Linked DNA regions of Mus musculus: all the other regions are linked to region 2. Evidence: chromatin contacts called from public Hi-C and HiChIP or PLAC-seq data. All regions are on one chromosome and are shown on one strand. Each heading gives the region's core, a stretch centred on a gene start, on an enhancer-like site or on the middle of the called end of the contact. The rest is flanking DNA. Distances are from core to core; before and after follow the strand shown.

The links. Hi-C and Micro-C count contacts between places; a contact is called where the count stands out from the background. HiChIP or PLAC-seq counts read pairs in DNA pulled down with a chosen protein or histone mark.
Region 1: a contact with region 2 is called in a Hi-C map of bone marrow-derived macrophages, with 29 read pairs. The contact joins two enhancer-like sites. A contact is called at or near these places in 4 of 39 promoter capture datasets (embryonic stem cells, hippocampal neurons and liver), 1 of 484 Hi-C or Micro-C datasets (bone marrow-derived macrophages), 3 of 115 datasets of contacts at active chromatin or transcription factors (bone marrow-derived macrophages, double positive thymocytes and pancreatic cancer cells) and 3 of 9 other capture datasets (adipose tissue, liver and pancreatic islet).
Region 3: a contact with region 2 is called in an H3K4me3 HiChIP or PLAC-seq map of bone marrow-derived macrophages, with 3 times the contacts expected there. The contact joins two enhancer-like sites. A contact is called at or near these places in 3 of 115 datasets of contacts at active chromatin or transcription factors (bone marrow-derived macrophages, effector CD8 T cells and pancreatic cancer cells) and 1 of 9 other capture datasets (adipose tissue).

Annotation. Positions count from the first base shown.
Region 1 is chr11:119,728,166-119,731,539 of GRCm38.p6, forward strand. All of the region lies in intron 4 of Rptor (regulatory associated protein of MTOR, complex 1), which reads left to right. Among named protein-coding and RNA genes, the nearest start is that of Rptoros, 100 kb to the right of the region's middle. Within about 2 kb of position 1,351, at least 11 of the 459 cell types and tissues checked have an H3K27ac peak or open chromatin away from gene starts, as enhancers often do. A contact at or near this core is called in bone marrow-derived macrophages, where this site is marked.
Region 2 is chr11:119,861,683-119,865,410 of GRCm38.p6, forward strand. All of the region lies in intron 20 of Rptor (regulatory associated protein of MTOR, complex 1), which reads left to right. Among named protein-coding and RNA genes, the nearest start is that of Rptoros, 29 kb to the left of the region's middle. Within about 2 kb of position 1,824, at least 167 of the 459 cell types and tissues checked have an H3K27ac peak or open chromatin away from gene starts, as enhancers often do. A contact at or near this core is called in bone marrow-derived macrophages, where this site is marked.
Region 3 is chr11:119,691,486-119,694,857 of GRCm38.p6, forward strand. All of the region lies in intron 3 of Rptor (regulatory associated protein of MTOR, complex 1), which reads left to right. Among named protein-coding and RNA genes, the nearest start is that of Rptor, 90 kb to the left of the region's middle. Within about 2 kb of position 1,661, at least 21 of the 459 cell types and tissues checked have an H3K27ac peak or open chromatin away from gene starts, as enhancers often do. A contact at or near this core is called in bone marrow-derived macrophages, where this site is marked.

The DNA of each region.
Region 1 (3,374 bases), core at 101-2,600, 130 kb before region 2:
AAAAGACACTAAAACCCAGTACTTAATTTATAAGCTGTAACACTGAATCGAGCAGGTTCCTACTATATTCAAACCATTTGCCCCTTGTCACCTGCTGTTTGAGGCCCACCTGGGCTGCTTTTCCATTAGCCTGTCCTCAGGGTCCACTTTTCCTGGCCATAGGCTCGTGATTCATCCAGCCTCATGGTAACTTCCTCTTCTTTCTGTCTTCTCCCTGCTACTCCGGCATCTCTCCTGAGTCACCTCACTCAATCCTCAAGTCCCGCCTTCCTTTCTCTACTGCCCAATCACATGCTCTAGCCTTTTATTAACTAATCAACTTTAAAATGGGAGCAAGGTTTACACACGAAGACCGTTGTCTATGAAAATGTACTCTGGACTGCAACTAGATCTTGGGTTGAGAATTTAGGGTTTGTATGCATAGCTCACTGCTACCTCCCCATCGATGCCAGCTTTGGCATGAGTCATCTCTGTCCTGGGCCAATCAGCAGTCTTGGTTTTCAGTGTCTTAGTTTGAGGAGACATAGGTACCCTTTGTTCTTCTTATTTGATGTTTCGGTTAATCTTGGCTTTTTGCTCTAATAAGAAAATACTAAGCCAGGCATGGAGGCGCACGCCTTTAATCCCAGCATTTAGGAGGCAGAGGCAGGTGGATTTCTGAGTTTGAGGCCAGCCTGGTCTACAAAGTGAGTTCCAGGACAGCCAGGGCTACACAGAGAAACCCTGTCTCGAAAAAAAAACAAAAACAAAAACAAAAACCAAAAAAAAAAAGAAAAGAAAAATTACTGAATACAGTCATCTGTTTCCGTAAGACTTTGGGGCTGGATGGCCCAGCAGTTAGAGCACTTGCTGTGCTTCCAGAGGACCTGGTTCAGTTCCCAGTGTCTATATTGTGGTTCATAATCACCTGTAGCATTAGCATCAGGGTTTAGCATCAGCACCTACATACATGTGACATACATACATTCTGTCTCTGTCTCTGTCTGTCTCTCTCCCTCTCCCCCTCCCTGCCCCCTCACACACACACACAAATAAGTAAATAAACAGGTAAGAATAAAAGTAGTTCTTAAGAAGAAAAGGCGTACTTGTTGGAATATGCTGTGTCTTTGGCTACAGGTGATCAGGCAGATCCTAGAAGATCATTACAGATGATCTTTTAGACTGTGATCATTTAAAATGCCTGTCAGGATATGATAGCTTTCTTGATAAAAGTGTAAGTTTCTTAATTTTCTTACTTGAGTATTCGGGAAGGACGTTCTCCAGACTCTTGTGGATTCTAATAGTTCCTCAGGGTGTAAAGTTGCTTCTCATTTGCAGACGAGCATTTTCGTTTCTTCTTTTCTCGCTTGTGCCTTGTATGTGTTGTTCTTGTTTTCCACTGCTGGCCTTTAAGAGAAGGAAACAGTAACTGGGCCCCCTTGTCTCTTTTGTGGCTTCCTGAGGAATACTCAGTCCTGTGGAGTCTGCAGGAGGCTTTTTGTGAGGAGGGGGAGGATGGAAACAATTATTTATCAAATTAAGAACTGTTCCTGCTTTATATCAGAGAATCATGATGAGGTACTGGCCTTCTAAAGCCTTTGTTTCGTTGTGTGTTAGATCTGTTACTGCTTGTTTTTGTTTGTATGTTAAAATTATGAGTAGATGTTGACTTTTCTAAAGTCCTTGGTTTGATGTATTTCTGTTAAGATGGTAGAATCCCTATTCTCCCTTAACTTATAAGGGACGGCATGATATCCTGTGACTCTGTATTAAATGCCACACACCTGTTCTTGAGATGGCTTATTTATCTCTGTGTATCGTCTGTTTCACACATGGTTTAATTCAGCTGGCTGGCTGGTTTTGTTTGTTTGTTTGTTTGTTTGTTTGTTTGTTTTAAAATCTGTGTTCCCTGTTGAGATTTTCCTGGATTTTTCTCTGTTCCAAGTAATCAATATTCTGTGGCTTGAGAAAACGAGTAGGGAATTTCCTTCTTGTCATAGGCTCTCAAGTGGTATTTATAAGACTCGAAGCATTGGATTGCCCAGGGCAGGGCAGACTGTTGTGTGAGGTCTCTGACTGCTGGTTTAGGGTCTTTCTTGGGTAGAAGTAGGTGTTCATTTTTTTCTGACCTTTTGAAGATTTCAATAAAGGTTTTGAAATTGTTGATACCTGTTGTTCAAAATACCTCCCTTGCCACCATGTGAGTCTAGGGAATGGTAGCAGTATATATTGTTCTTGGAGTTGAGCACACAGGCCTTCTTTGTTTTCTTAGTTATTACAGTGAGGGGTATGTGTGCCTTTTATCAGTCTTGTCAGGACTCCAGCTTTGATCTTTGAGGTCCTTCAAAAGGTAGGCAGGACAGTGACACATAACATATGCTGTGAGTGCTCTGTGCAGCAGTGTGCCCCTTACACGATGCTGGGAGCAAGGGTGTTTTCTAGCTAAACACAGTATTGTTAAATTGCCAGGGGTGTCACCCTCCTGTTCCACAGACTGGTTTATACAGAGCCTACACTCACACATCGCTCCAGCCATCCCACAGAATCTGCCCAAGCTCACTCCTGTGCGCACTCCCTAGTCTGACTCGCCGCTCAGTGTGTGCTGCTAGCATTCTGGTCCCCAGGTTCTCCTTGACTCTGGCTGCTTTAAAGTGAAGTTTTAACTTACTCATTTCTGTTGGTGAGTTAGACCAGTTTGGATCAGTCTTTAAAGGCATTAGTAGGCCTTCTTTTGTGGAATGCTTTATTAACTATACAGACAGTGAGCAGTCTAGAGCCTTCTGCTGGATTGGCTCTTGTCTCGAATTGCCAGGATTGATGAGCCATTATGGTGTGCTCTTGCTAGCCATGTCCTGCTTTATGCTCCTTCCTGTTGGTGTTGTGTAGTCTGGTTCCCACCGATGTGTCTCACAGATGTGCTTCCCCAGCGCTGGTGTCATTCAGAGCTCAATCACTGCCTCTCCACTGATGTTCTTCCTTTCTTCTTCCCTCCCTTCTTTTCTTTTTAGCTTTATCTTTCCCAGAATGCACTGTAGTTGGTGTCATCTATAAATATCCTTTCAGAGCGACCTCGCTTGCCTGGCCAGTTGGACTCAAGGCTCTTTCTCCACGGCTAGACAGCTAGGTCTCCACGTGTACTATTAAGCCTCCTGATTCTCTCCTCAGTTATGAACAGTGCTGTTCACACATTTTGAGACAGGTTTTCACACAGCCCAAGCTGGCCTTGAACTTGTGGCTCTTTATGTCTCTGACTTGGGATTCTTTAGGTTGCTGGTGCACATGGTCAGAACGTAATTAGCTTTGTAAGAATTGCCGACCTTTGTTATGAGCTGTCTGTGTGGTTTGCATTTCCACCAGTGCTCCCTGTGTTGGCAGGATCAGCATTCTGGACTATA
Region 2 (3,728 bases), core at 574-3,073:
CTCACCCTCACCCTCACCCTCACCCTCACCCTCACCCTCACCCCCACCCCCACCCCCACCCCCACCCCCACCCCCACCCTCACCCTCACCCTCACCCTCACCCTCACCCCCACCCCCACCCCCACCCCCACCCCCACCCCCACCCCCACCCCCACCCTCACCCTCTGTGCCAGCCCAGAGCCCTGATCCTGTGTTCGTTCCTGCGGGAGCCAGCAACCCCAGAGCCTAAGCCTGGGAGACTGGAGTGGGTCAGGGCTGAAACCCCAAGCTCCTGCCTCACTCAGACAGGGGCAGGATGACTCCAGGGAGAAGACATTGGCCAAGAGCCCCTGTGAGGACTGCTCAGTCAGCATTAAGGTGACAGACAGCCATTAGCCACCTCTGTTCTTCCCTATTTTCCTCTTGTTGAGGAGTCAGGAAGCACGGCGAGCCTTTTCATCCCGGCATAGTAGTGACCTGGTGAGGCCCTGAGTGTGCACCAAGGGGCAGAGGCTACACATGTGTCTGCCCTAACTGAGAGAAATCCAGCAGGGACTTGCTGGAGAGAGTTAATGCTAGGAATGTAGCTCAGTGGGGGAGTGCTCACCTATCACACACAGTCCCTGCTGTGGTGACCAAAGCTTAGTGGGTCATACGAGGATGCTGAGGGTCAACTACAAAGACCATGCAGATGTTCCAGGGTCACTGGAGATAGGAGGCCAGAGCAGTGGGTCAGTATAACACCCCCCAAAGGTTCTATACATTAGGCCGACAGCTTAGACTCAGAAGGGAAGGTATAACTAGATTTACTCTGAAGCACCATGACAGGCGCACAAGGAAGAACAAATACAATGGCCACATACACACGCAGCCACCACCACCCACCACCGCCAGCCACTGCCACCACTCCCCCAGCCCTGGGACCTGTGTTTCTAAAGACTGGCAGAAGTCTTGGCCATTTCCAGATCATCAGAGGACCTGACCTCACTCTGCCAGCTCTTCAAGCCCTAGATGAGGACTCGCAGCCTCGTGTCTATACAGTCCTTTCCCAATAAGGCTCTGAGGTTCAGAAACAGCTGCAGAGCTCTGAGAGACTGCACTTCACCACATGCTATTCAGAAAGCTGTGGCCACTGCTCTGAAAATCAATCCTAGAACATCACGGTCTTTTATTACTTCTAGTCTAGACATGAAAATAGATCCTTAGCCCTTCTAGAGCTTAGCAAGTAGCAAGTTGCCGGCCAGGCCCAGTTCCTGCCTCTGCTTTGAGGCAGAACCCAGTGTCCTTACCTCAGTCCCATGGGCCCTGATCCGTGTGTGAGGGTGGCAGGTTGTATTTTGGAGATGTTAAGACAGGGCAGTTGATTTGGCAAGGAGCCAGGGAGAATCACTCCTGGCAAATCAGGGCTGATGTGAAATCAAGAGGTAATTTGTAACCACAGCTTCCCTTTCCACTAAAACAACTGTGCCTCCCATCCCAGTCAGAGGGTGGTAAAGCTTAGAGTTGTGTTCTCTGCTACGGTGTCACACAGAGCTCAACATCCACAGTCAGCCCAGTCATTGAAATAGGCTTTAAACTACACAGTAATATTTACAAGTGTCTCCCTTTCTCCATGTCCTGCACATTGTTAGACTTTTCTGGCAGTGTTCTGTGGGGTTCCTGATTCTAAAGGACTCCCCAGAGTTCTTTATTCTGTATCTGCCACCCCAGCCCATGAGGCCACAGGGGCTTTAGGACTCCACCTGTGACTACCTACTCTGTTCAGTGTCTGCTGAGTTTGGTCAGTAAGCTGAGGGAGGGAGGGAGGGCCTGAGCCCTCATTAGTCACGCACCAGCCCCTCCCCAGTCTGTGACGTCAGTCCGTCCGACATCTGAGTAACACGGTTCACCAGAAGCTTCGAGATAGATCCCTTACAGCTTGGTGCCACGTGGCAACTGAGCTTTGCAGGAAGCAGCGTGTCACTCCCCAGGAGGATGCCTGAGAGTACCAGAGGTAGCTGTGTGAGCACTTGCTGTCGCTTAGAGAGGCGCTGCCAACTCCATCTGAGTGGCCAGTTCCCTGTCTCTCAGGGGAAACTGAAAGCAGAACATGTGGCCCTGTCTCTAGAGTACACTGGAAGCCACCTCCTTCTCCTCTCCTCAGCTGCTGCTTAGCAACTCCATACCTCAGAGCTGGAAATCGGATCTGAGGACATTTCACCCAGAGAGATTCTAAGCTGATTGTACTAGTTTTCTTAGACTTTACTTGTAAATCTAGCCCAGTGTTTGGAACTGTAGAGTTTTAAGTTGAAATGTCAGTCCTCTACTTCTGAGTTGTAGCCACATGAGAGAGCACGGAGTGAGAAGGCTGCTTTCTTTGGATTTTCCTGCCACTGTGCAACCCAAGCTACATTCCTCCACCACATCCAGGCTTATCACAGGCCTAGGTCTCCTGGCACATGTGCCTTCCTACTTACTGCTTCCTGGGCTCACTGGAGGCTTAGAACTACTGACATCGAGTCTTTGCAGTCCTGTGTTGTCGCCTTATAGAGATGCCTGTCTCAGCTGGACACATGGCGTAATGGTTAGGAGCTCTCAGTGCTCTTGCGGGAGATGTGGGTTCCGTTCTCAGCACCTCTGATGCATAACTCCAGGTCCAGGGATCCTCCTTTGACTTCACTCGGTTCTTACATGCACATGGTGCTCATACAGACCTTCACACACACACACCACACATACCACACACACACCATACATACCACACACACACACCACATACACACACACCATTTTTTTAAATTAAATAATTATTTTTTAAATTCCTGTCTTAAGACTTAGCCCCTCAGTGACAGGCAGAAATGCCTTACTCAGCTCAAAAGAGAAGCTCTGTATTCAGGAGCTGAGGTGCAGCCCACTTGACCTCGGCACCCTCTTAGTGAGTGGGTATACATAGCTGCCATGGCTCAGGCTTTGCCCTACACAGCCCAGGATTAATGGAAGGGAAGTTGGATTCACTTCCCATCTATAGATGAGCACGCAAGTCAGCAGTCATTAGAGAGTGGACAAGCAGAGCTCAACAAGTAACAAAGTACATGTAGAGAGGGCAGTGGCCACAGCTGTGCATCCCACATAAACTGTACATCTGGCCATGCTGTCATCTAGGAACCTAGAACGAGGGAGGAGATATGCGTGGGAAACTAGGTGGTATTCTCTAAACAACAAAGTTATCCGAGTGCAGACCATTTTTTAGCCATTTTCCTTTAGAAAGCCCTGTCATCAAAAGATGAGACCTGCCTGCCAGGCATGGTGGTGTACCCAGCACATGGAAGACAGAGGCAGGTGGATTTCTGTAATTCAAAGGTAGCCTAATGTATATAGTGAGTCCCAGCTAGCCTTGATATACAATGAGGTCTGTTTCAAAAAAGGGATGGGGGGAATGAGACCTGTATGATAAAGCTTGTTTACTAAGAGAATTCTTTTTAACTTTGTGTGTGTCTGTGTATATGTGTCAGTGTGTGTTAGTGTGTATGTGTGTGTTTGTGTACATGTGTTAGTATGCGTCAGTGAGTGAGAGAGAGAGAGAGAGAGAGAGTGTGTGTGTGTGTGTGTGTGTGTGTGTGTGTGTGTGTGTGTGTGTGTGAATGCAGGTGTGCTATGCATGTGGTAGTAAGAGGGAATCAGTCCTCCCTTTCATGGTGTGGGTTCTGGGATTTGAGTTCAGTCGTCAGGCTCAATGGCAAGAGACTTCACTTGCTGAGCACTGGGAAGCT
Region 3 (3,372 bases), core at 411-2,910, 170 kb before region 2:
GCTCCTGCATGGTTTCTCACAATTCCCCCAGACTCAGCCTGACTTTGAATTTTCTAGTGCTCTTGACCTTTCCACTAGCGTTGCTGTGCTGGTCTCTACTGCCTCTTGACAGCTGTTCACACTTCGAATCTCACCTTTGATGACATTTCCTTTGGAAGCTGTTCCTGAAACTTTAATCCTAACTACAAAAAAAACCCAAAACAATACAACAACAACAACAAAACAACAACACCTACTCAAGCTAGGTTTGATGGGCACATGCCTTTAATCCCACTGTTGAAGAACTCAAGAGGCAGAGGTCTCTCTGAGTTTGAGGACAACCAGGGTTACAGAGTGAGTTCTAGGACATCCAGGATTACACAGAGAAACCCTTGTCTCAGAAAACTTAAAGAAAAGAAAAAGGAAATAGAAAAACACCTGAGTAAGCCCTAGGAACCACGCTGCTGCTTTGTTCCCATAGCTGCTGTTCTTGCTTTTTTATTATTATCTATTATATCTTTATTATTGCTGTGAATATGCAATTACCAAGGTAACATATAAAAGAAAGCATTGGGGGCTTGTTTACAGTTTCACAGGGTGAGTCTATGACATCATGGTGGGAAGCAGTGCTGCAGGCAGTCATGGTGCTAACCGCATTAGCTAAGAGCTTATATGCTGATCAGAGAGAGAAGACTGGGCCTGAAATCCCAAAGGCCAACCTCAGTGACACACCTCCTCCAACAAGGCCACACCTCCTAATCCTTCCCAAACAGTACCACCAGCTAAGGAGGGCCTGGGGACATTCTCATTCAAACTGTCATACACTAGCCTAGAACTCACTGTGCAGACTAGGCTGGCCTTAAACTCTTTAAAGATCTCCTGTGCCACCTTGCTCCACTCCACTGTATTTTTAGAGTCAAGGTCTCTGACTGAACCAGGATCTCAGTGAGTCATCAAAACTTGCTGCTCACCGAGCCCCAGGGGTCCTCTTGTCTTTACCTCCAAGCTCTAGAATTGTAGGCATGAGACACCACACCTTGCTTTACAAAAATAACACGTGAGTTCTAAGGATGTGAACTGAGGTTCCCCAGCATGTTCAGCAAGCACTTTACTGACTGAACCCCAGCCAGGTGATGCCCCTTGTAAATGTGCATCCTCCAGGAGGTGATGGAGTGGGCGAATTCCACTCTGGAATCTGGACATAAAAGTAAGGGTGAGGGACATGGCTCTGAGTGAAAGTGCTTACACAGGAGTGAGCGCCTGAATGTGGATCCCCAGAACCCTCTTCAAAGGCAGGGCGTGTCACCATAGGCCTGACTTCCCATTGCTGTAAGACAAAGGCCTTCCTGGCTAGCTAGTCTAGCTGTCAGTGAGCTCAGGAGTAGCGAGAGACCCATGTGAGTGAAACCAAGGTGGAGAGTGATGAAGAAAGATCACAGTGCCAACCAAGTATGTATAGAGTGAAAATAGAGGGACAGCAAGTGGGGCTGTGCCTGTCACAAGGCTGAATGGAGGGGGTGGGGCCCTTGTGCTGTTGAGCCTGTGAGGACACATGAGCAGACAGAGTCACCACAGGATTAGGTGGTCGTCTGTTTTGCCAGTTTCTTCCTCTGCTTGGGTTAGACTCTTCCAGAGATGTTTCCTGTTTTTTGAGCTGTTGCTGTTTTCTGCTCCTTGCTCTTAAGTAATGTTTTTTGTGGTGGCATCTGGTGAGGTGACTCTGGGGTGCTGTGTCTAGCAGTGGTTTTGTCCTCCTTGACCACTCACAGGCCCCTGGTGATTACCCTTCTTCCTATATTTTTCCTCTGGTTGACAGATTTTTCACTGTGGACTGGAATGTACTTTCTGGAGGCCAGAGGCAGGAGCATGCCGGTCACTGTCACTGTTCTCTCTATGTCCAATTCCACCTGATATAAAGCATTCACAGAGGCAGCTGCCATGCTCCTGTCGGCTTTGTTCTGCCTCCTGTTAGTGCAGATGTTAAGATTTCCATTGCTGTGAGGAAACGCCATCAAAGCAACTTGGGGAAGAAAGAGTTCATCATTAAAGAAAGTCAGGATAGGAACTCAAGATGGCAGGAAACTGGAGGCAGGAGCTGATGCAGAGGCCGTGGCCAGTGCTGCTTGCTAGCTTGCTCAACATGCCTTGCTCAGCTTGCTTTTCTATAGAACCCAGGACCACCAGCCTAAGGATGGCTCCATCCATACTTACCTCCTTACCTCCCATCAATCACTAATTAAGAAAACACCCCACAGTCTTGCCTATTACCTGATCTTATACAGCCATTTTTTTACTTGAGTCCCCCCCCCCCCCCCCTTTGGCATCAAGTTGACAAAACCAGTCCACACAGTGTCTTTGTAGATATTCAGAATTTAAGATTTCTATCACAGTTTCTTTTGTTTCTAGTTTATTGCTTTAGTCTGAACATTACTAATTTTCACTATGGTAAAAATGACATACTTACTAACTATATCCCATTTTAAGGCCAGCTGGGTTAAAGGCTGTTGTAAGTGATTGGAACTGTGGAAGCAGAGGAGCCCTCAGAGTGGATTGTTGTTTCTCTGAAGTTTGCCATCTCCCTCCACACATGCAGTGTGGTGGCCAGCTCACCGTCACTCCCAGCATTTAGTGTGGGCCCAGGCAGAGTGGTAGCAAACTTAGGGCAGCCCTGACTGTTTGGTGTCCAGCGAGGGAAGGAGCCCAGGTGGTGCTGGGATATGACTCCTGGTTCTGCCCCGTTCTCTCACTCTCTTCTCACTGAATAGTGATGGCCTGAGTTTGGCTGAAGGCTCTGGTTTCCTAGCATCATTGTAGTTGTGCTTTTTACTCCAGCTATGTTTCAGATTTGTAGTAAATTATCTCCTTCAAACCTTGTCTCGTAACTTGATCCTTCCTCCCTCCCTGAGATATTCTTGACATGTTCTGTTTGCTGAGTTTAGCATTTCTGTACTAGTTCATGGCTGCATTCTTGGTCTTTTTGCTTCTTCTCACAAATGTCTGTTCTTTGGCTTCTTGCCCTCCCTGCACATAGTCTCCCTAACCTGAAACGTTTCTGATCCCCTGGACTCCTGTGACCGCCTGATGGAGCTTCCATCAGTGAGTGAGAGCCATGCCTCCCGTGGGAGTCCACCCAGATGCCCATCACTAGCTCTGCTCTGGACACATGGCACCAGATTTCTCTCTGTTGCCATAGCTGTAGCCCCTCTCATCTGCTGTCTCAGTGAATCCTGGCGTAGTAAGCAAGCATTTGGTGAGGGAGTGCCCACCTCACGTGGCCACTTGGCCACCAACTGAGATGCAGGAAAGAATGTGGTCATGCTCTCTTCTAATAAATAAACACTTGAATACTGCCTGTAAAACCGCAGACGCTCAGGTGACAATATATCTGTTGGA